5 separate regions of the Mus musculus genome follow, and all the other regions are linked to region 1. Evidence: chromatin contacts called from public HiCAR-type and promoter capture Hi-C data. All regions are on one chromosome and are shown on one strand. Each heading gives the region's core, a stretch centred on a gene start, on an enhancer-like site or on the middle of the called end of the contact. The rest is flanking DNA. Distances are from core to core; before and after follow the strand shown. Region 1 holds the start of Fancl (Fanconi anemia, complementation group L). Region 2 holds the start of 0610010F05Rik (RIKEN cDNA 0610010F05 gene). Region 3 holds the start of Pus10 (pseudouridylate synthase 10). Region 4 holds the start of Ppp4r3b (protein phosphatase 4 regulatory subunit 3B). Region 5 holds the start of Papolg (poly(A) polymerase gamma).

Evidence for each region. Promoter capture Hi-C pulls out the DNA fragments that hold promoters and counts their contacts. HiCAR-type assays count read pairs that join an accessible place to other places. Capture Hi-C pulls out chosen DNA fragments and counts their contacts.
Region 2: a promoter capture Hi-C map of adipose tissue shows a contact between it and region 1, with 4 times the contacts expected there. The contact joins the promoter of 0610010F05Rik here to the promoter of Fancl in region 1. A contact is called at or near these places in 1 of 39 promoter capture datasets (pre-B cells) and 2 of 9 other capture datasets (adipose tissue and liver).
Region 3: a promoter capture Hi-C map of pre-B cells shows a contact between it and region 1, with 6 times the contacts expected there. The contact joins the promoter of Pus10 here to the promoter of Fancl in region 1. A contact is called at or near these places in 6 of 39 promoter capture datasets (the 3T3-L1 cell line, cranial neural crest, hippocampal neurons and 2 more), 1 of 115 datasets of contacts at active chromatin or transcription factors (astrocytes) and 2 of 9 other capture datasets (adipose tissue and liver).
Region 4: a HiCAR-type map of astrocytes shows a contact between it and region 1, with 3 times the contacts expected there. The contact joins the promoter of Ppp4r3b here to the promoter of Fancl in region 1. A contact is called at or near these places in 1 of 39 promoter capture datasets (the C10 cell line), 1 of 115 datasets of contacts at active chromatin or transcription factors (astrocytes) and 1 of 9 other capture datasets (adipose tissue).
Region 5: a contact with region 1 is called in a promoter capture Hi-C map of pre-B cells, with 4 times the contacts expected there. The contact joins the promoter of Papolg here to the promoter of Fancl in region 1. A contact is called at or near these places in 5 of 39 promoter capture datasets (the C10 cell line, cranial neural crest, embryonic stem cells and 2 more), 1 of 115 datasets of contacts at active chromatin or transcription factors (astrocytes) and 2 of 9 other capture datasets (adipose tissue and liver).

What each region holds. Positions count from the first base shown.
Region 1 is chr11:26,385,834-26,389,948 of GRCm38.p6, forward strand. Fancl (Fanconi anemia, complementation group L) reads left to right here and starts at 1,251. Exons shown (of 14, transcript NM_025923.3): 1 at 1,251-1,477. The coding sequence starts at 1,382.
Region 2 is chr11:23,631,389-23,635,753 of GRCm38.p6, forward strand. It overlaps 0610010F05Rik (RIKEN cDNA 0610010F05 gene), which reads right to left and starts at 2,243. Exons shown (of 22, transcript NM_027860.3): 1 at 2,105-2,243.
Region 3 is chr11:23,662,948-23,667,557 of GRCm38.p6, forward strand. It overlaps Pus10 (pseudouridylate synthase 10), which reads left to right and starts at 3,045. Exons shown (of 18, transcript NM_028304.3): 1 at 3,045-3,506; 2 at 4,331-4,467. The coding sequence starts at 4,342. Pex13 (peroxisomal biogenesis factor 13) reads right to left here and starts at 2,936. Exons shown (of 4, transcript NM_023651.5): 1 at 2,800-2,936. The coding sequence starts at 2,897.
Region 4 is chr11:29,171,172-29,175,285 of GRCm38.p6, forward strand. It overlaps Ppp4r3b (protein phosphatase 4 regulatory subunit 3B), which reads left to right and starts at 1,805. Exons shown (of 16, transcript NM_134034.3): 1 at 1,805-2,276; 2 at 3,502-3,557. The coding sequence starts at 2,135.
Region 5 is chr11:23,892,170-23,896,709 of GRCm38.p6, forward strand. Papolg (poly(A) polymerase gamma) reads right to left here and starts at 3,101. Exons shown (of 22, transcript NM_172555.2): 1 at 2,853-3,101. The coding sequence starts at 2,869. Gm12061 (a long non-coding RNA gene) reads left to right here and starts at 2,083. Exons shown (of 4, transcript XR_872317.3): 1 at 2,083-2,276; 2 at 2,594-2,691.

The DNA.
Region 1 (4,115 bases), core at 1-2,500:
CTTGGAGTCCCACCAATCCCCACCCTGAAAAACTCCCAAAGAATCCCTGTGTAAAGCCTGTTTCTAGCTTAGTTCTTTGCTGCTTTTTCCCCAAGCAGATGCAGCCATCCTCCTGTATTTTTTCTAATAATCTTCTTGTGTGAGGTCTGTTGTATTGTGGGATTGTGTAATATTCTTTGGCTCCAGACTGCCAGGATACCTTTCTCCTCAGAGTTGCAACACTTGCATTGGGGAAACCTTTCTCCTCAGAGCTGTAACACTTGTATAAAGTTGTGTACCTTTTTTTTTTTTTTTTTTTTTTAGTGCTGACAACACTGCAATCTGAGTCACATTTTGAGAAAGTCTTATCATACTGGTTCTCCAAAAACACTTAAATTGTGATTCATAACAGTAGCAAAATTACGGTTACAAAGAAGCAACAACATAATTTTATGGTTGGGGGGGGTCACTAAGAAGGTTGCGAACCACAGTCTTAGTGTAACAAGTACAACATTCTTGTGTTCTTCAAGCATTCAGAATATTGTGACAAATTCTGCCAATCTATTAATCTTTTAAAATCCAATCTTCAATGAGGGCAATAAGAATAGGAAGAATATCTTATTCATCTTTGCACAATCTTACTTACTAACATATTACAGTGATCTTAAAAATAGTAGAATCAAAAGTGACTTATTCTAATGCCAAATTATCATATGGTAACTATTAACAAGTTTCTTACACAATCAACACCCCCTCCCCCCACGTTTTCTTAAATCTATATTTAGAAATGAGTGAATGAGTAACCATTTCTAAGTTACCAGAATGTATAGGAAATTTTGTCAGTCTACCACCTCAAGAATAAATTGAATCTCTCACAATTTCTATGGGCTTCCTTTAAATATATCTAATTAAAAACAGTACAACACTGAATCAGCATACAATATACATGATGTATTGAATGTACAATTTATTTACATATGCATTTGGTTGAAGGGTATACTGGGAGTATACAGGAGATCTAGTCCAGAGCAAACGCAAGAACAGGAGAGGTGATGGGGCAGGTTCAGGGTAAAAACAGTATGCTATGGGCACACTGTAAATGCCCTGTCAAAGTAGGAAAGTCAGCTTTGGAGTTGCATCAGTCTTCAATGAAATCAACAAGAGGATTTTGCTAGTTTTATTTTTTGACAGTCAAGGTCAGAATAATCCTGAACCGTCAGGCCTGTGGACTTGTGAGTGATCTTCCTTTCTCCTGCTTTCTCCTGCTACTAAGCAGACCAGTTGGCCCAGTTCATTGTCCAGGTCAGGGCAGCGTACCCACCAGTTAGTTTTTCCCGCCGAAGCGGGTTTCCGCCCCGTCCCTTTGCAGACTGCGCATGTGCGGCGGCCATTCCTGTGCGCCATGGACGAAGCAGAAGCAAGCCTGTTGCGCCATTTCCCGCTGCTACTTCCTCAGAACCGGGAGAAAACTGTGTATGAGGGATTCATTTCGGCTCAGGTACCCTGAGGGGTCGTTCTGTCGCGCGAGAGCCTGTCACTCGTGGCAAAGCCTGACCGCGGCGTCTCCGGCTGCCTGGCTGGGAGAGTGTAGCAGAGCCTGGAGAAGTAGCGCCGATACTCTGCGCATGCGCGGTCGCTAGGTGGCGACGCCGCGCGACACAGGGTGGGCGGGGCGGCTCGCCGGTGCCTGGCTGGTGGTGGAAGAGGGAGGTGCAGTTCTGTAGGTCTTAACCAGAGTTCATCACGGCGGTGTGTTACTACACTTACGATTTTGATTTATAGAGCACTCAGGGTCCACTATTAAGCCGAACCTACACAAACAGAAAAATCCAAACCCCATTATTTTATAGTTGAAATCAGATCCTGGGAAATCTAGAGAGACTACCTTGACTATGATGGTGTCAGTTACCTCTGAAACTCTTACTGTTTAGAAAATCTCACCCCAGCGGGCCCCCCCCCCCCCCCCCCCATGGTACAACAAATTACCTTAATTTAAGATTTTGACTATGGACTTTTCCTCTGAATATTAAACTCAGCTACGTGTAACTTGCCCTTTAATGACAGGAGTCATTAATTTCCACGTGTGTTGAAGCAACAACCTCTAGAATGCTGAGCAGATACCAGATTTTCTAAATAGTAACACTTGTCCCTAAACATTCCTGGGAGTTAAGAAAATTCTCTGTGATAAATATACACACAGGAAGCATGGACTTCCTTAGGGATTTTCAAACCATGTGAACCTTTAAAGAATGGCTAAAATTTATTATAGATGGAAATGAGTTAGCCACCTTTTGCTTAACTGTTGAAATATCCAGTTAAAATGTTTTTCACATTTACAGAAACATTCAGAAACGTGAGAGAGAGAGAGAGAGAGAGAGAGAGAGAGAGAGAGAGAGAGAATGAATTTGTGCGCATGCATGTGCACATCTGTTCTGGGAATTGAACCTGCAGCCATTCACATGCCAGGCAAGTGTTGCACAGGACAGGCAGAAACAAGTGTTTCACATCACTTGTCTGTATCTCCAATAGCACTTTAGAAAACAATTATAGCCATAAGATTAGACCGGAAATACGTTAGCCTTCGATGTAGGTAATTTCTAATTTTTTATTCCTTAAGCATGCCTTTGAGTCTTAAGCACTGTCTAAAAGCTATCCAGCACAACTGATTTTATCCTGAGTGTGATTGTGGTTGGTCCTGTGCACACACTTACCTTACCCTTTGAGATTAAATCATAGATACGTTTCTTGCTGTTTTATCTCTAAATAATTTAGCACTCATTTCATAAAACAAGGGTCCACTCAAACCTAACCTCAGTACAGTTACTACAACTGCTATGCGGTGTAAAATTTCATGGAGTATTTAATTATCTTATCTCTTCTTTTGGAGCAGTTCTTAGTCTGTGTTTTTATTAACTTGAATTTTATTTTTAAGAGTTAAGCTTATTAGGTTTGATATTTTCTCACCATTGAATTCTGGGAATGTGTTTGGGCAGGGGCATCCCAGAAACTGTCCTGTGTTCCCTTCAAGGCACATGAAGTCAACTACTCCCAGTGTTGATATTAATAATGCCAGTTACTAGGTTAGTGTGGCTTCTGCCAGATCTTCTTTTGAAATTAACGAGTACTTTTCGGTGAGGTTCTTTGGGCCATTACACATTCACTTATATACTGCATATTCATTCATTCATTCATTCATTCATTCATTTTAGTTCCATTTTTCCCATTTATTTATTTATTTATTTATTTCTTCACTTACTTTACATCCTGATTACTCTCCCCATCCCCCCCATAGCCCCCCCCCCTCCTCTTCTCCTCTGAGGAGGGGAGCTGCTCCCTTCTGCCCAGGAACCAGCCCACCCGGCACCTACCTGAAGCCATTGCAGGACTAGACACATTGTCTCCCACTGACATCAGACAAGGCAACTCAGTTAAGGGAACAGGATCCACAGGCTGGCAGCAGAGTCAGGGGCAGGACTCTTTCCAGTTGTTGAGGGACTCATGTGAAGACCAAGCTGCACTTTTCTTAAACATGTGTGTATGGAGGCCTAGATCCAGCCCATGTATGCCCTTTGGTTGGTGGTTCAGTCTCTTGGAGCCCCCCAAGGGTCCAGGTTGGTTGAACCTTTTGGTTTTCTTGTGGAGACCTGAGTCTCTGTACCTCCAAGTCCCACAATCCTTCCTCCAACTCTTTCACAAGACTCCCAAGTTCCATCTGATATTTGGCTGTGGGTCTCTGCATTGGTTTTGTATATTTCAGATTTTCAATACTAGATTCTTGGCTTAAATAGCTAAATAGTAATTATTGGTGTCAAATCTCTCAAGGCTTTTCTAACACTATCATACCTATCTGTGAATTGGTGCTTTGTTATACGGAACAGTTTTCCCATCTTACTTCTTTTTGATGTGTGATTGTATGTGTTGCTTCCTTTATTTTGCTTGCACACTTTCTGTTTCTATGCTTCTGAGGTGTTGCACTTCCCTCATCATGCTGCTTTAAGAGGATCTGGTAGATGCTTCGGTATTGTGTCTCATCACTGGATTTTGGAGCTTATATAATTTCTACATGAAGTTCTTTATTCTAACTTTTGTTTTTACTCTTTGGTAGAACTTATAGTTTAGTTGCACCACAATTACCA
Region 2 (4,365 bases), core at 993-3,492, 2.8 Mb before region 1:
AAATCACCTGACACAGTGAGGACTGGATGTCTGTAGCAGTAGCACTTCTGAGATTCTTAAACAGATTCATAAAGATAACAAAGCATAGCATGAAGTATGCTGCCAATAAAACAGGCTATGAATACTTACCAAGCTGCTCCATTTCTAGCAGTGCAATCTTGGGCTTGCTATAAGGAAAATAATAACTACTTTTAAGATTATTGTGAGAATTAAACAATACCATAAAGTACCCAGCACAGTGTCTGGCATGCAAAATGTGCACCACAATTTATTATGGCAATTGTTTTTCCTTATCCTATTTTGGCTGTTACTGACATAAAATTTTTCAAGAATTTTGTTGAATCCCTTAGAAAGCACTGCCCAGAACAGAATTTCATTTTTATCCACCTGGGGTAGGTCTGGCTTTGTAGTCCAGGCTGGCTTCTAACTCATGATCTTCCCGTCTTAGAGCACAGGGATTTCAAGTGTGTTCAGACACACTCAGCTCTTTGATTCCTCAAAAAAAAACAAACAAACAAACAAAAAAAAACCCCAGCAAAACAGATAGTGCCAAAAAATGTTTGCTGACTTAATAAAGTCTCAAAGCCTTAAAGAAACAATGTATCTTTTGGAACCCACTCCAAGCTGAAGATTTACAATTTATATGAATATTTAAGTACACACATTAAATAATGTGGAATCTTAATCTTCAGTGAACAAAATGTTGTTCTCTGCTTACATGGGTAATGTGTGCATTCCTTTTCCTGAGGACAAATGATTTGGAAAGCGGTGTTTAATTATAATTTGTTTGGACCTTAGGAAGACGTTTAGGATGGGAATGGAGATGTGCGAGGCCCTGGGTTGGACAACCAGCACTGGAAAGGAGAAAAGGCGACTAAACAGTTTAAAGTAGAACTCAAGACAAAGACCCCTTGTGTGCTGCTTTTTCACTTTTAACTTTCAGATATTTAATTAAAATTTATTTTCTGTTTTTGGTGGTGGTGGTGGCAGTGTACTCCACAAATGAGCTAAGTTCCCAGCACTTAATTAAAATAACAAGAAAGATGTCTCCATCAAATTCTTAAAAACTTGTATATTTCAAATATAATACTCATTTATTCGTGGTAATGGATGATTTAAGTAACTTGGGTGTGAATTTTTTTTCTGTTGACACAATTGAATCTTTCCAATCAAGGGAAAAAAACTACTGTGTATTCTAGTTAAACTAATCTCTGAGAATGTTTCCTTTAGGGTATGAATAACATACAGTCTTAGAACAGCTGGCACATGCATCTCATTCTGGAGAAAGGTATAAACGTATAAAAAACTATGACCAAAAGAAAATATCTAAAACTCAAAATTATCCTCTCATGCATGACACCATACTTTAAAAGTGTTTAAGGTATAATATATTTAGTAAATAAATAACATTATTTACTAAAATATAAAAATTCTATTGTTTTAACATTTTACACCTTTAAAGAACATAACCTATTCCTTATTTTGGCTTATTCATATGGACAAGCATCTGCTTTTCATTTTTCAATGAAAAGGGGGCTCTTGATCTTTCCCTAGGCAGAGGAGGGAGTGGAGGTGGGGGGTGGTCACAGGGACAGGTGGAAGGCCTCTGGCACAGCAGAGGGAGGCTGTTAGTCCTGATCTACAACAGACTTCCTGACTCTCATCCACACGTGTGACCCAGCCGGTTGGCTCTGATTCTGAAAGACCGGACATCACTGCCCACCCGGGTAAGTAGCCTTTCCAAGCCCGGGTCCGAGGCTCCCTGCGCGGCGCGTCCTCGGGACCGGGATTCCGCGGCGTGGACACCGACTCGAGGCGCGGGCTGGAGAGGAGCAGACAAAGGCATCGGAAAGCAGCCTGGCGGGGACTGTGAGGGCCGGAGTCCGGCGACCGAAGCTGGGCTCCGTCGCCAAGAGCGTAGGCGAGGGCGGCGGCGGGACGGGGCCGCAGGCAGCGCCCGGGCGTCCGCGGGCTTCCGGGCAGCGGGGCCCCGCACCGCCCGCCCGCCCGCCAGTCCGCCCGCCCGGATGGGCAGCGGCGCTCCCGGCCCTCGCCCCACTCCAGCTTCCGAGTGGGTGCCCCAGCCTCTCAGCGTCTCTCTCACCTCCACAGGGCCGCGGCGGCCCTCACCGCGCCGGTGTCACCTGCAGCGGCCAGCACCGCCCGCGCTCGCGCCCAGAACGGCGCGACCCGGCGCACACGCCAGGCTGAGGCGGCCTCACGAGCCGCGGCCGCACCCGCCTGCGCCCGCTAGCCAGCCGCCCAGCAAGAGCGCCGAGGGGCGGGGCCTGATCGACGCGCCCGGGCCAATCGCAAGCTAGCGCCGCAGCAGAGCATCCAATGAGCGACGAGATCCTGCGGGTGGGCGGGTGCGGGCGGTGCCAGAGTGCAGCCCACCGCTGCACAGAGCCTGCTCTTCACCCTGCCCTCTCTGGCTCGTCCTCTCTGGCCTGTCGCAGTGCAGCGTCCCCACTCTCTTAGCGTCATGTCTCTTAGCGACTAGGTCCTCAGCGCTTGATCTTGAACGTGGGAGATAAAGGGAGCTCGAATGAAAAGAATAAATCTTTCCCTGTCACTCATTTTGCTATAAGCTGCTTAGGTTCAACAGAAAAAATATATGATTGGATAGGGCGTTGGCTGGGACTTAGAAACATACTGTAAACTGAAAAGCTGGCGACTTCTCAGATATAGTGTGGCAAATGTTCCAGTGTTAAACTTGGAAGGCTGATTGATGTTCAGTCTTAGAGCACTGATGGAAATGTATTAGTGGCCAGATGTGAGTTTTCGTTGGCAATCACTCCATGGTTCTGGCAAGATTAAACTAAAACAGTGTCCACTAATAAACCTGTTTGCAAGCAGAGAGAGACAGAGACAGAGAGAGAGAGAGAGAGAGAGAGAGAGACAGAGAGAGAGAGAGACAGAGACAGAGACAGAGACAGTGAGAACGAGCAATGTATTCAGTGTAAGCTGTATATCAAAAAGAATATAAGTAACTCTCAATGTTATGGTTTCGATCAAATCTTCATTTCTTTTTTGTTTCCCAGAGGAAGTTGAACGTTTGTTTGTTTTTTGTTGTTGTTTATTGTTTTCTCTTCAATCGCCTTATCTGCCAAGGCTTTCCTCCTACCACTCAAATAGATCTCCCTTCCCACTGGGGGGAGGTGGTCTCAATGTGCAGGTAGAGTCCAAATTATGCCCAAGGAATGAGGCTTCCACATTTGATAATGGGCCTCAGACCTCAGCGAAGCTCCGAGTAGCACGGTGAGAGAAGCACTTGGATCATTTCGCAGGCTCAGGCTTCCTGCTGGGAGCGAATGGTCCCTGTCTTGCTCTCAGGAGAACATGTGTTCACATTCAGCTTGAACTTCAGTGGCTGCACATAGAGCTTTCGACCTCCAAGTCAGATAAGTGTGGCAGCAGATAAGCCACGGTTTCTGCTTTATGAATGCTTCGTGATGCCCAGGTTTTTGTAACCAGACTTGTGAAGGGCTCATTTGTCAAATTAATGCATGCAGTAAAGGAAGCCTATCATCCATGGAACATTTATATATGCCAGGTATGCATCTGTTATCTACTTTAATCAACATGGCACACTACGAAGGTTATACAATTACTTTTTCTTTTCTTTTCTTTTTTTTTTTTTTGGTTTTTCGAGACAGGGTTTCTCTTTATAGCCCTGGCTGTCCTGGAACTCACTCTGTAGACCAGGCTGGCCTCGAACTCAGAAATCCACCTGCCTCTGCCTCCCGAGTGGTGAGATTAAAGGTGTGCGCCACCATGCCCGGCTACTCTTTTTTTTAAACAATAAAATAAAATACAAGATAAAACAAAAATTAACACACCAGAATTGGACAAACAGAAGAAAAAGAGACAAGAGAAAGCACAAGAGACAGAGACCAGCTTGCTCACACAGCAATCCCATAAAAACACTAAACTGAAAGCCATAATATATGTGCAGAGGGCCTGTTGCAGCCCTGTGCATGCTGCTTCAGTCTCTCAAGTTCTTGTGTGCTTGGCCATGTTGGTTTAGAGGGCCTTGTTTTCTTGGTGTCCTCCGTACCCTCTGCTGCTTACACTCTTTTCTCTTCCATGGGTGCCCTGTCCTCTGAGGGGAGGAATTTGATGGAGACATACATACCATTTAGGGCTGAGTGTTCAGAGGTCTCTCTCTCTCTCTCTCTCTCTCTCTCCCTCTCTCTCTCTCTCTCTCTCTCTCTCTCCCTCCCTCCCTCCCTCCCTCCCAGGGGAGGAATTTGATGGAGACATACATACCATTTAGGGCTGAGTGTTCATAGGTGTCTCTCTCTCTCTCTCTCTCTCTCTCTCTCTCTCTCTCTCTCTCTCTCTCTCTCTCTCCCTCCCTCC
Region 3 (4,610 bases), core at 1,795-4,294, 2.7 Mb before region 1:
GTCCCAGGTTCAGTGAGACCCTACCTCAAAATTTAAGGTGTAAGGTAGACAGTGACAGGGGAGGACGCCTGAGGTTGACCTTTGGCCTCTAGACACAGATCTGTGAGCGTACTAACCGCCCCCCTCTCCCGGCCCTGCACCTTAGCCAGGTAGTATTGTCATTCATGCCTGTAACCTGGGAGGCTGAGAAAAGAGGATCTTGAGTACGAAGTCAACCTGGGCAATCTAGCTAGACTGTGTCAAAGATACAAAAGAAAAAGAAAAAGGAAAAGGAAAAGAAAAAAAACAAAGAAAAGGAAAAAGAAAAAAAAAGGACAAAAATTAAAAAGAGGGGAGTATAAAGAGACAACAAACAAGCAATATTTTAAGACAAAAAAAAAAAAAGCTGAAAAATTTCTGAAATTCATGAAAGATACCAAAGTCAGACCTAAGTATTCCTACAACTCCTACTCAGAATAAAAATGCATATAGAAGCCTAAAGTAGTTCAATGCTGAAAAACAACCAACCAACCAACCTACGTCAAACAATCAGAAAAATAGTGAAAGCAGCTGGCAGTGGTTCAGGGTGGGGACATTTTTAGGCAAGAATAAGAAATGACTGAAATTATCAAAAAGCTACCAAAAGCAAAAAGCCAGGAACAAAATTAGGTCTCTTGATGTTAAGACAGATGATCTCTAGATTCCTTGCTAACAACAGTAGGCATTTTTACAGTTCAAAGCACATTAGATAATGCTTCTTGTACCAGATACAATGTTTAGAGGTTCTTAGCCTGTGGTCATAACCCTCTTGGCAACCTTTTATCTCCAAAAATATTTACATTATGATTCCTAACAGTAGCAAAATTATATTTATGAAGTAGCAACAAAAATAATTTTATGATTGAGGTCACCATAACATGAAAAACTGTATTAAAGGGTTGTAGCATTAGGAAGATTGAGAACCACTGGTTTGAAGATGAGTGTTCAAACAATATTTAAAGGTATAATTATGTTAAAAACTTTGGTGAGTTAAGAAAAATTCAGAAGGCGATTGCCTGTAAGTCCCAACACTGCGGAAGTTTAGGTAGAAAGACCACTGGGAGCTCAAGGCTACCCTGTCTCTCTGGCAAGACATCTGTCTAGGAAGAAAGAAAGAAAGACACACAGAAAGAAAGGAATAAAAGACAGAAAAAAAAAGAGAAATGAATAAGTGATTTCTTAAATACTTTGAGTACTGCATACTGTAGGTACTGAAATGGATGGAAAAATACAGATTATACGTGTATAGTTATATCACAGAGGACCTAGGTATTATATAAAATCTTTTTTTTCTTTTTTTTGGTTTATTTATTTTATTTTCAATATATAGCTATCTTCAGACACACCAGAAGAAGGCATTGGATCTCATGCCTTCTTGGATCACAACTCATGGTTGTGAGCCACCATGCTGTTGCTGGGAATTGAACTCCAGACCTCTGGAAGAGCAGTCAGTGCTCTTAACTGCTGAGTCATCTTTCCAGCCAGCCCCAATAAAATCTTAAAGAGAAAAATCATCTACCTAAAGAAATAAAATGTTAACTTTTCAATAAAAAAATTTTCAGTGCAAAATTTTCTCATTAAAAAACTGATATAAAGACAAAAGTATAATTTAAAAAAGGAATCCAATATCACATAGGAACATAAATCTTAAAATAATACAGAATCCAGGACAGTATATTAAAAAAAGGAAGCTAAGTAGGTTCATTTAAAAATGCAAGATAAGTTCAACATTAATGGAATAACCCATAATTGCATACCATTAGTAAAACAAATATAAACAGGTACAGAAAACAATCATAAAATTTAAGGCACATACAACAAAACAACAACAAACCCAGAAGGCTAAGTAATGTTCAGAGAAGTTTAACGGGATAGCAAAGAACACACTTAGAAACATTCTAATGAAAGTATCACCAATAAGTGTTGCTTTAACACGAAAAATACAGCTTATCACTCTAATTGTATCTATTAGTTACTGTGCCCAAGTGTTTTAGTACTTTTAAAAGAGCACCAGATTTTCCAATAAGAGAAAAGTACTCCAACGTACAGAGATTTTTACGCGCCAGGAAAACGTACAAACTTGCTCTGAAATCATGTCGCCTGGATTAAGGTATCTATTTATCCAAAGAAAACACAGGTTCCTGAAACTCTAATTCTGTTTTAAATTTTTAAAAGTTGCAGACCCATTTGTTACTGATTTAAATCAAAGCAAATAAAAACTTTATAGGCCTTAGACGACAGTCACACACACAATTTTGTACACAAAGGCTACCCACAGACCTCGAATTCCTGTCTTAGAATTCTTTCAACCCTCAACCTAAACGTTAAGTTATGCTAGAAAAGAAAGCCAAGGGTAAGAGCTTGGATTCCATGTTGCGTAAACGTGACCTTTGGGTCGTTCAACCAACTTCTGGAGAGGCTGTAAAGCTTTTCCATGACTTTTGCTCTCTATCCTTGTCCTGGCTGGGCCAACGTCGCGCTCGGCAGCAGACCCAAGCTCGTCGCTTTGAAGCGGGTCAGGCTGTCCCGCCCCCCCATGTCCCGCAAAAGCGAAAAGGCAGGGAAGCGCCGCTTTTCTTTCTAGCTCCTGCATCCGTGGGGCCGGCGGGGCGCCCGGGGGAAGAACGGGCGGTCGTACAGCCAGCAGACTCCAGACCCGCTCTGCACTCGCCCCGGGCCGGCAGCGGGAAGCGACGCCTCCCCCCAATAACGGCTTCAACCGCCTCCTGCCAAGTCCCCGCTCTGGCCTCCAAAGTCGCGGCCCAAACACCTCACACTCACTGGTAAGTGGGGCCGGGGCCGGAGCCCGGCCCGGGGCCGGCCCCGGGAATTCTGCGAGACTCCCAGGGTTTGGGGGGCGGCGGCGGCTGGGAGGCCATCTCTCCGCCAGCTCCGCTCCGGCTCAGGGAAGCGACTGCGACGGCTGGGTGAAGGAGCGCCTCGCTTGCCAGGCACGACAGGCAGAACACCGAGCCCTCCGCCCCGCCCACGCCTGACGTCAGGCCAAGGCGTGTGGTCAGGCGAAGCTGGAGGAAGGAGGAAGGGAACAGCTAATTTGCTGGGGTGTGGGAGGGGGTCGGGAGTCGGGAGAGCGGGACGTCCCTCTTTCTTTTCCCTAGTCTGGGTTTCAAATTTGAGTAGGGGCTCATCGACGTTTCTGGCAGCAGCTACTACGACCTAGGTGCCGAGTCCGTCGGAGGCTCCTTTGCCGGCCGACCCTTTAAGGCTAGCAGTAAAGCCCCTCGCAGTCTTTCGTTCGTAGAGCTAGGGGGAGTGCAGGCTGCCAGGCGGACAGCCTTACAGGTCACCGTGTAAGACGAGGGGGTTCCTGCATTCCTCTCGTGAGGGGCCTGGTACTTTCGTTGTAAAGCTCTGGTTTTCTTGGGGAACACAACGGCTGAGCGCAGTAGGTGCGCTGTCTTTACTCTTCCCCGTTCCCACCCAGGGCCGAAAAGGGTTAAGACTCGGCTGCGGCATCTTGGGAGAAGGTAAGGCCTAGGAAGTACGAGGTGAGGGGTTAGGGACTGGGTGTCGAAGAGGCGTAGCTGCAGTCCCTTTTGTTTGTTAGTCAGGTGGAGTGAGTGGTAAGTTTCTAGAACCTCAGCACATAGAGTTAAGGGCTTGTTTGGCCAGAACAGAGCTTTCCCCTTACCTTTCCCCTACTCCCATGCCAGAGGACGAACTATGCCTGTGCAGGAGGAAATGCATTAAAAAAGATCTTATGGTGTGAAACTCAAGACTGTTTCAGCTACCCCCCTCTCCCCCGCTGGCTTTGATTCTCTATTTAGCCTAGGTTAGCTTTGAACTCATGGAGATCTTCTTGTTTCTTGTGTACTGAAATTATAAGCGTGAGCGCTTACACCTGGCAAGAAGATGCATTTTTACATAATTATTTCCAACTCCTCATAGACTCTTTACTTAACATTAAATTAATAGGTTAAGTGAACTGATAGACGGGATTATGAAACTGAAATAAATACTTGGCCACATGGAGTTTCTTGATTTTTTTTTCTTTAATAGAGTATATTCCCATATTGTAAGTACTTCCTTGAAAGGTTTACACAGGCAACCCTGAGTGGTCCCAAGTCCCGGAATCGGAAAGTTTTTAATGTCATGTCCAGAGCAAGCTTGTCTTTCTTTGTTCCTCTCCCCTGTAATCCACATACTCACTTAGTCAAGTTCATATTTTAGAATATAGATATGACAAGCAGTATTTGAAGGGTACAAAATAGAATTTTTCAAATGAAAGCTTTTCTTTTTAAGGACATAAATACAGCACGTAGCTGTAGAATACTGAAAGTGCTCATTTTAGTTTCTTCTAGTATGCTTCCACTGACTGAGGAGAACAAGCACGTGGCACAGCTGTTGTTCAGTTCTGGCACCTGTCCAAGATGCATCTTAAGATTCTGTGGTGTGGATCTTCCCGCACCTTACAAACACCCATCCAAGGTATATTCTTTTTAAATTAAAGAATGTTTTTTTATAGTTTGGAATGAATGTCACTAGCTTTGAGTCCTGTGAGTAACATATAATTCCACTAAAAAAGGAAGATTATCAGCTATTGGATGGGTCACACGGCCCCCAATGGAGGA
Region 4 (4,114 bases), core at 555-3,054, 2.8 Mb after region 1:
ACACCAAGGAACTGCCCCCAGTCTAACCTCACACACAGTGAGAATGAGAGGGGATCTAGTGGGGAGTGATATAGTCACTGTTTTCTGGAGAATAGCGGGAAGCGGGAGCTGAAGAGACTTACCTTGCATTGCAGAAGTTCTTTGCCATTTTAATTTTTTCACATATAAAGGTATTACTTGTAAAGATCAAGGACATCAGGGGCTCATTTGGGCTACAACCTTTTGGAGTTGTAGTTTCCTTGTAAAAGACTCTGGGGGAAGGTATGGCTATGGCACAGTGATGCTTCCAGACTACAGCATAAGCTGGATGGACCCTGACCAAAACATTCTACAGAGAATGCTCTGGGCACCTGAAATTTCTGTCCTAAAGGCTGAGTGGGCTTCCAGGATCTATCCAGTGCTCTTGCCAACGTTCTTTTCTCCTTTAGAGTGGGCAATGAAAAGGATGCTTAGACAAATCCTTGGGTGTCCTCTAACATTGGGCTAAAACACTGACTCTGGAAAGCTTTCTATGGCCTTCCCCAAACAAGTCATATTTTCCCTGGTTCAAAGTACATTTTGTCCATATCAGTCACAGATTATCAGGGACTTATGTATAGTGATTCACGTCCTTTTATCATAGGCAGAATCCTGTTACATACCATAGGCTGCAATTTCCATATGCAGTCGTTACAGGCAAATGACAGCAGACCAGGCTAATTTTCTTGGTCCCTCATACATTTAAAGAATCGCAATGATAGTTCAAATTTTGAAATCCTTTTCAATCAAGCGACTATGTACATAAGACACCCTTTTAAACATGAGTTGCCGCCTAACCTCGTCAAATCATAAGCACACTTTGACAAGCATGGTGATGACTACAACTCCCGAAATACACCGCGGGATCAACATGTGCACCTGCCCCGTGTTCACCTTTCAGGTTAGAGCCAAGAGTTGAGGGACCATATAAGAGAACGGAGAGGCGGCAGAACTACGCTGGGAGCGGATGCCTTCGGGCGAGCGTCACGCTCTGAGCGACGTTAACTTCACGCTGGAAACCGTTCTTGCGGCACATGAAGCTGAGAGCTCCCCGAGGATTGTGAGGCTGTACGCCTGTGCTTGCCTCGTCGCTGCCGCCGGTCTCTCTGAACCTTTTAATGGTCCGTGGTACCCGGCTAACGGAAGAACGCTTCGGCGGGAAATAGGAACTGTCAACGCGTTTGTGGAACATTAGATCGCCCACTGCTCATCGTGGCCATGGAACACCTTCCCGGCAGAAGCCTCGCAGATTCTATAACGGATTTTAGTGGGTGAAGGCTCGACCTCCCATCGTCTTCACGAATGACTCGAACACCCTCACCCCGTCTCAGTCCTTTTCGGGCTGTCAGCCTGAGTCCCTACACTTGGCTTCACTCTAGTCCTGTGCACGCATTCGGACTTCTCAGCCTGGCTCTGTTCTGCTGAGAGCAAGTCCAGAGTTGACAACCCGCCACATGACCAACATCAGCCCTACAAATCCCGAAGAACAACTCGGCAACTCCATCGCCAAGGCAACCTTCTACACACGCTTCCTCCCGGCGCAGGTAGAAAAGCTCGCGGGACTTCCCCGCCCAACTGAGATTCCCGAATCAGGAAGCGGGGCCGAAAGAGGAGGAAGTCCCTCCTTGGCCGGCTCACCTCGGCGGCGCACTCCTCGCGAGATCGCCGAGGTCTGACTCTCCGGAAGTGTGTTCGGAGGTAAAGGTACTGTGCGTTGGGCTCGTCGGCCGCCGTAGCCCCTGCTAGGGCAGCCCGTACGAACCTGCTGGAAGAGGAAGAGAAAGGCAGAGAGTCGGGTTACAAGATGGCGGATCTGTAGTAGTAACCGCGGCGGGCGGCGGCAGCGGGAGAGCGAGCGAGCTCCGGGACGCAAAAGGAAGGGAGAGTGGTTGTGCGCCGCGGTGAAGGGAGGGGTAGCGGAGACCACGAGCGGAGGGCTCTCGGTGGCTCTGGTCACCCCTTCTCGCGGCTAAACCTTTAGAGCCATGGTAAACTCGGGCCTCTCCAGAGTCGCTGCCACCACCGCCGCTGCCGCCACTACCGGCTCTCAAGAGTGAGGGATACCGGCGAGGTGAGCGAGGAGGTGGCGGCTGGAACGGTGGGGCCAGAAGCCACCATGTCGGATACACGGAGGCGAGTGAAGGTCTATACCCTTAACGAAGACCGGCAATGGGACGACCGAGGCACCGGGCACGTCTCCTCCACTTACGTAGAGGAGCTCAAGGGGATGTCGCTGCTGGTTCGTGCCGAGTCCGACGGTAAGGGTATTGGAACGGTGGGGTAGGGGATAGTGCATCGGTTGCGGCACAACCTGAGGGTTAAGCGCTGCGCTCCGGTACTGTATTCTGACTAGCACCACTAGGGACAGCGCATTGGTCTTGAGCCTGCCCTTCTTTACGATAAAAACAAACTGCTGGGCCTGGATTTACTCTCTGTCAGACGTGAACTCGCAGTTCTCCGCCTCCATCCCTATTGAGGATTTGACTCCTTCTCCCCCCCCCCCCACCCCCCCATCCCAACCCGGTAGTTGAGGTTTAGAATGTATGAGTGGGAAGTCAGTAGAAGACCAGGTAGGAATATCGCCCATGAGATGACCCCCGACTCCCGAGCCGCTTTAGGTACAGTCCTGTCGGTTGTACCTATGTAGCATAAAAGGTTTAGAGAAACTCTGCCTTAAAAACAAGTTTCAGTTGTTCCAATCGCCAGGTGCTGGGGAAAACTAAAACGGACTTTCTCTTGGAGTTACTACAGACTGTTGCCACGAAACACACAAGCACGTACATATTTATTGATTGATCCCTCCAAGGCTGCCGTTGTAGGGAGTGAAAAAGTGGGTTCCACAATCTCGGCAAGTTAGAAAACTAAAGCGGACTGTGAAGTTGTATTTGTTGATTGCAGAATTCATAGAAACCATTTTAATATTAAAAACTGACAGCCATAATAAAAAAGCTACTACTTATATATACTCAAGAGCTGCCCAACTGGAACAGCTAATGCATTCAAGAAATAAAAGAATAGCAATCTTAGATCATTTTGGGCAAATGTTGTACTAGTGCAGAGTCCCTCATTAGGAGTTAAGAGGCATTTATTTCTACATTATGAAGAGGAGGGTTTGTCAAAGGAAAAGGATAAATATCATTTGTATGGTAAGTCTCTCTGGGGTCCTTGTAATTTGTTTTGTTAGACAGGAAATTCAGTGAAACAGCTTTTGTTAAAGTTTAGTCTTCAAATGGTCAATTAGACCTTAAAGGTTTTAGTTACCTCATAGTCTGAATATTGATTTCACATTTCCTTCCTTCTGAGGACATATGGAGGTAGGATGAAACAGTCTAAGTTAACCATGTAGTCTTTATTTAGAAAATATGAATTAAAATACATTTGTAGCTTCAGATGTTCATCTGGTGAGAAGACATGAAATGCTTACTAGATGTGTGCTACTGAAGGTTTTATAATTTCAGACTTTTTTTTTTTTTACTCTTTCAGGATCGCTACTCTTAGAGTCAAAGATAAATCCAAACACTGCATATCAGAAACAGCAGGCAAGTAGTTGTTTATCTTTAATTTGAAAACTTCATCTGTGATCCAGGATGTATTATTTATGTGACAAAGATGGGAATATTTTCCAGACAAGAAAAAAAGTTTGGTAACTAAAATTAGGAACCATATATATTTTCCTTCAGTTTGAGAGTTTCAGACTGAAAAGCAGTTTTTATATTGGTGATTTAATGTTGGTTTTTAATTGAGCCACTGTTTGTATTGCAATACAATGTATTCTTTGATCTTTAAAGTAAGCCAGGTCTGTTCTATATGCACTAAACCTTTTGTTCTAAGTCACATTTGAAAGAAATGGCTTAAAAGAAAATTCAGAGTGTTCACTTACTACCATTAAGAAATAATTCAAAGAGATGTTTTTAAAGCAAGGAGAGCCTGTTTGTGGTATGAAGTTAAATCCTTTGACCAAGGAGAAGAATTTTTTAAGTAGTATTTAAGTCTGCTTCTAATTGTATGCATATTTTAAAATAATAAATGGGTACTTAATAAATATACACATCGGTAATTATGCAGCATTTTCTGTTAATATTTATTGTCACTTTGG
Region 5 (4,540 bases), core at 1,851-4,350, 2.5 Mb before region 1:
CTCAGTTCAACTGCAAAGACCCTGAATGGGCTTTATGCCAGGGCTCCCTCTACTATTCCCTGCAGGCTGAGTCAAATACTATCTAGGTTATAGAATCTTTGAAAAGAAGTCAAACACTTGAAAGACACTGTTAGTAAAACAATGGTCTTCCTATAAGTAAGGGAACAAAACATCCATCAAATGGTCCTCAGAACATGATCTAGCCTTAAAAAGAAACCTCAACCAGTCCCTGGAGAAACTTACATTCACAAACATCTTTTCCTGGAACCTGAGTTTACATTTCTAACACTTTGTGACTGTACTTAGTATTCTTCATTTTAGATTGGAACTCATATCATTTTCACACTGAATAATTATCAAATTCTTTACATTAAACAGCAAATTTTGAAGGGCTCAAATGACCCTTAATTGCCCTTAACTAGTATAAAATTACAATCTTCAATAAAGCACCACAGAATTCTGACTACATCTATAACTAAAAGATATGGGGTACATTTTGTTGCAAAAGAAAAAATGAGTATATACTCTCAACCTAACCACCTTTCTTCATATTTGCATAAAGAACTATTCATAACAGTAAGAATATAATCTCAAAAGGCAGTCTTTTAATGAGTAAATTAGCTCTTTAAAAAAAAAATAACAGAGGAAGAAAGGAGGGAGGTTAAATGGGACAGACATAGGCCCATGCCTCTATTCCCTTCATTCAGAAGGCTGAAGTAGAAGAATCTACATTCAAAGCCTGAGCTACATAGCAATACCTTCTCACCAAAGAAAGGTATAACTGGACACTAGGACTTCTTTCTTTCTTCTTGAAACAGGGTCTTACTATATAACTCTGTCTTGGAACTTACCAGACTTGAACTCAGAGATCAGCCTGCCTCTGCCTCATGGGGTTTGGATTAAAGGTCTGTGTTATGCCTGGCTCTATAATTAATTCTAAGCACAGTAGGGCAACTGTGATAAATACTAATTAATTACAGTATACATATTTATATAAGTAATCAGTAAATGTGATGGACAAGCCAATTGCTTTAAACTAGTCACTGTACAAATTATGTGCAAGTTTATCAATTTAAAATGTAAACACCACAAAAATACAACTGTAGTTAATTCTTTTTGCATTTTAAATGCTTAAAAATTGCCTTGAGGTTGGAGATGTACCTCAGTGACAGACTGTTTCATGTGTAGTGCCCTGAGTTCCATCTCTGAACCAAAAACCGAACTAACAAAACAGCAGTGACTTGTAAGTCCACAAACTAAAACATGTTTTTCAGCTGGAGGTTTTACAGGATGGGGAGAAAGAAAGGACAATAGAGAAGATAAGATAGCTTAGCCAGGTTTGGTGGCACAAGTCAAGTGGTAGAGGCAGAAGCAAGCTCATGGCCATGTGAAACCTCATCTCAACAAACAGCCTATATACCTTTGAAATGACTTAATGAAATATAAGGGAGTATTTTAAAAAACCCAACTCTAATTTCTCTCCCATTTTTATCTTGCTGTAGAACAAACAAAACTTCAATTAATTATTTCAAGTTCTATCTATCTATCTGTCTGTCTGTCTGTCTGTCTATGAGAGATAAGGTTGTCTGAGCAAGATTAGTGTGTGATTAATACATGGCACAGACAGATTTTCATAAAATCAAACCAAACAGGAACTCTAAGAAGTAGGTCTCAAAAAGTGTTATGAATTTCACTTACAAGGAAAAAAAAAAAAAACCTTACAGAAATGTTACTGAAGGTACAAAGATAGGTAAATAGAATTCTCACTGACATTCTATAAAAAACTTTTAAATAGCTCAAAATAGTCACTAAAAGTACTACACTGGGCTATGTTTATAAACGGAATACATTAGTTAATAAAAAATAACTAATAATGAAAATATTAACATAGCAAAAGGTCAGAGAGATCATGTTCTAAAGAACCAGTCTACAGAGTAGTAACTGATAATAAATACCCTATAAACAGTTTAAAACAGGTACACAGTTTTTATGGATACAGGGATAGGTACTATCAACATTAAAAATGCAGTAACAAGAAACACCAAACTCAGTGCTCTGGGGCCTTGGAAGAGCGTCGTGAATGCAATCAGAGAAAGGATAGGCGAGTCTTCAGATGTATTGGAATGCTCGACTTCTTTTCAAGAAAGAAAGGTTAAAGAGCTAAGAACACACCCCATGTTAGTCTTAGGGAAAAATGGGTGGTGGCTACACAAATGGTGTTTTGTATTTCTGTGCATTTTTCTGTACGTTGAAATTATTTCCGGATAAAGTGAAAGGTAAGAAATTCTAATAAATTCTTGACAAGTACAGAAACTGCTTCCGACTTATCAAAGTGTGAGCAGGGGATAGATACAGCCCGGTAGATATTGTGGGTCGGTGGGAAGGAACGGGGTAGAGGGTTTAGCCTTTCTCATGGAGCAACCGCAAACCTAGGGGCTCCGCTAGGTCAGTCCCTCTCCGAAAGACCTGAAAGATAGCGGGTCCGGCCGGGAGGAGGGGAGGCAGGGGGATGGTATTTGCGCCAATGCAGACAGAATAGACGGGCTCAGACACGGCTGGGGCAGGAGAGTGACCGACCGTTTTTTCTCCTCAGCCACACGCGCCTTTCCCCCTCATCCTGGTCTGGGGGCGTCCTCAGAGGCGGGCGGCGGGGGGCTGACGGCGACTCCCGAATCCCCGCCGGGCGGCCAGGTGAGTCCCGGGTAGGGGAGATGCCCTTGCGGAGTGGAGGGCAGCGGAAAGCAGAGGTCCCGGCCGGCTGCGCAGGGTGCCAGGCGCAGGGGCTGGAAGCCGGGGCTGCCCACCTCAGCGCACCTCTCTCCACCTCGCCCTCAACCGCCGCCCCCACTTACGCAGACATCTCTTTCATCGCTTCCTGCGTCTCTCTCCAGCGAGTGTCTTTCGCTTTGGGGTCCTGTTCTTGCCCTCTCTTCCTTCCTCTGTCCAATTCCCTTCGCTCGCTTGTAGCTCGCTCACTTCCCCACTCTCTACAGCCGAGGCATTCAACCGAGTAGTGAAAACACCACAAAACCGGCTCTATTTATGACAATACAGCGCGGCCACCGCCAATATGGCGCTACTTCCCAGGCTGCCTCTCGCCTTCCGCGGCTCCGCCCTGCAGCCCTGGGCCCGCCCTCGGGCACACCCCCACCCAGCCTTGAGTTCCCGGGACCCGCCCACCTCAGCGGACTTGCAGCAAAAGCATCTGTCAGAGTGTCAGGTCTCCCTGGTCTGTGGGATTGTCAATTCAGGCAAACCTCTGGGAAGGTTATTTGTCAATTTCCCCTTGTTTCTGCAATAAAAGCATCTAGAAAAAAAACCACCGCTTTCCCTAACACCATTTTAACTCTTCCGTTATCCCACATCTTAAAGTCATAGACTTAATAAGTACACATTGAGAAGATTTTTGTCACCGAGGGTCACACCCAAGAAGGTGCGACTTTAACACAACCAATCCAGGGAAGAAAGCTTATAAATAAATCAGCTTAACTTGTATTCTTTTCCCTCGGAGTACCACCTCCAAGTCCCAATTTATGACTTTGTGGCATTTAGCTGAGATGTTGAACATAATTGCTACTAGTTAGCCGTAAGATAAACCCAAGGATTTCCACCGCTCTGCCCCCAAACCTCACATTTTCAAATAGTGAAAATCATGTTCTGTGTGATTATGACGGTGAAAATGAGGGAGAAAATGACCAATGTTTAAATGTTAAAGGATAAAAGTAATTTCAAACCCTGTCTTTTTCTCCCAAGAGTCAAGCACGGTTGTTTGGGGAATGAGACTCAGTCACGGGAAAGGAGGTTACTTTCTGAATTATTCATTTATTCACTCAAAGTATTTATTGAAAATCTGGTCTGTCAGTTTGTTTATGCTCCATGTTTGATGCATAAAAGCAGGTCTGTGGTTTGACCTGAGCAAGTTCAGAGTTTTCCCATCAAAAGGTGGAGAAAAACTTCAAATATGAGTGATATTCTGCTGCTGCAGAAGTATGTATTACACACTGTAGGAACTAGATTCGTATCCTCAAGAGTTTATTGCGAGTGGATGAGAAAATATATATATACACTATTTAAATACAGATGGGGTCCAGTTGTCATTGGGGGACCAAAAGAGGACCATCTAAACATGGAGGAAAGTCACTAATAGCTTCCTAAAAGAGAGGATTCTGTATATTAGCAGGATTTGGGAGTACAGATTTTGGTAGGTTATGAGAAGACAAAATGGAGCTCAGGAGGTCGCTAGACTGGGATTTGATTCGAAGCAGACCCACCTTTGTTATTTGCTAGCTTTGTGACTTCTAGAACTTTAAAATAAAGTTTACGTTAACCTTGAACTTTTTCTTTAAGAAAAAAATGTAAAGTACACTTACTTTAGCCTGCAGGGAGTCAGAGGATGACTTCTAGAGTCTGTTCTGTTCTCCCTTTTCACCATTTCAGTCGCTGGGATCAAAATTGATTCCTCAGACTTGGCAGCAAACAGCTTTATCCACTGAGCCTTATTCACAGTCCCAATTTTAAACGTTAAAAATACTTTGATATG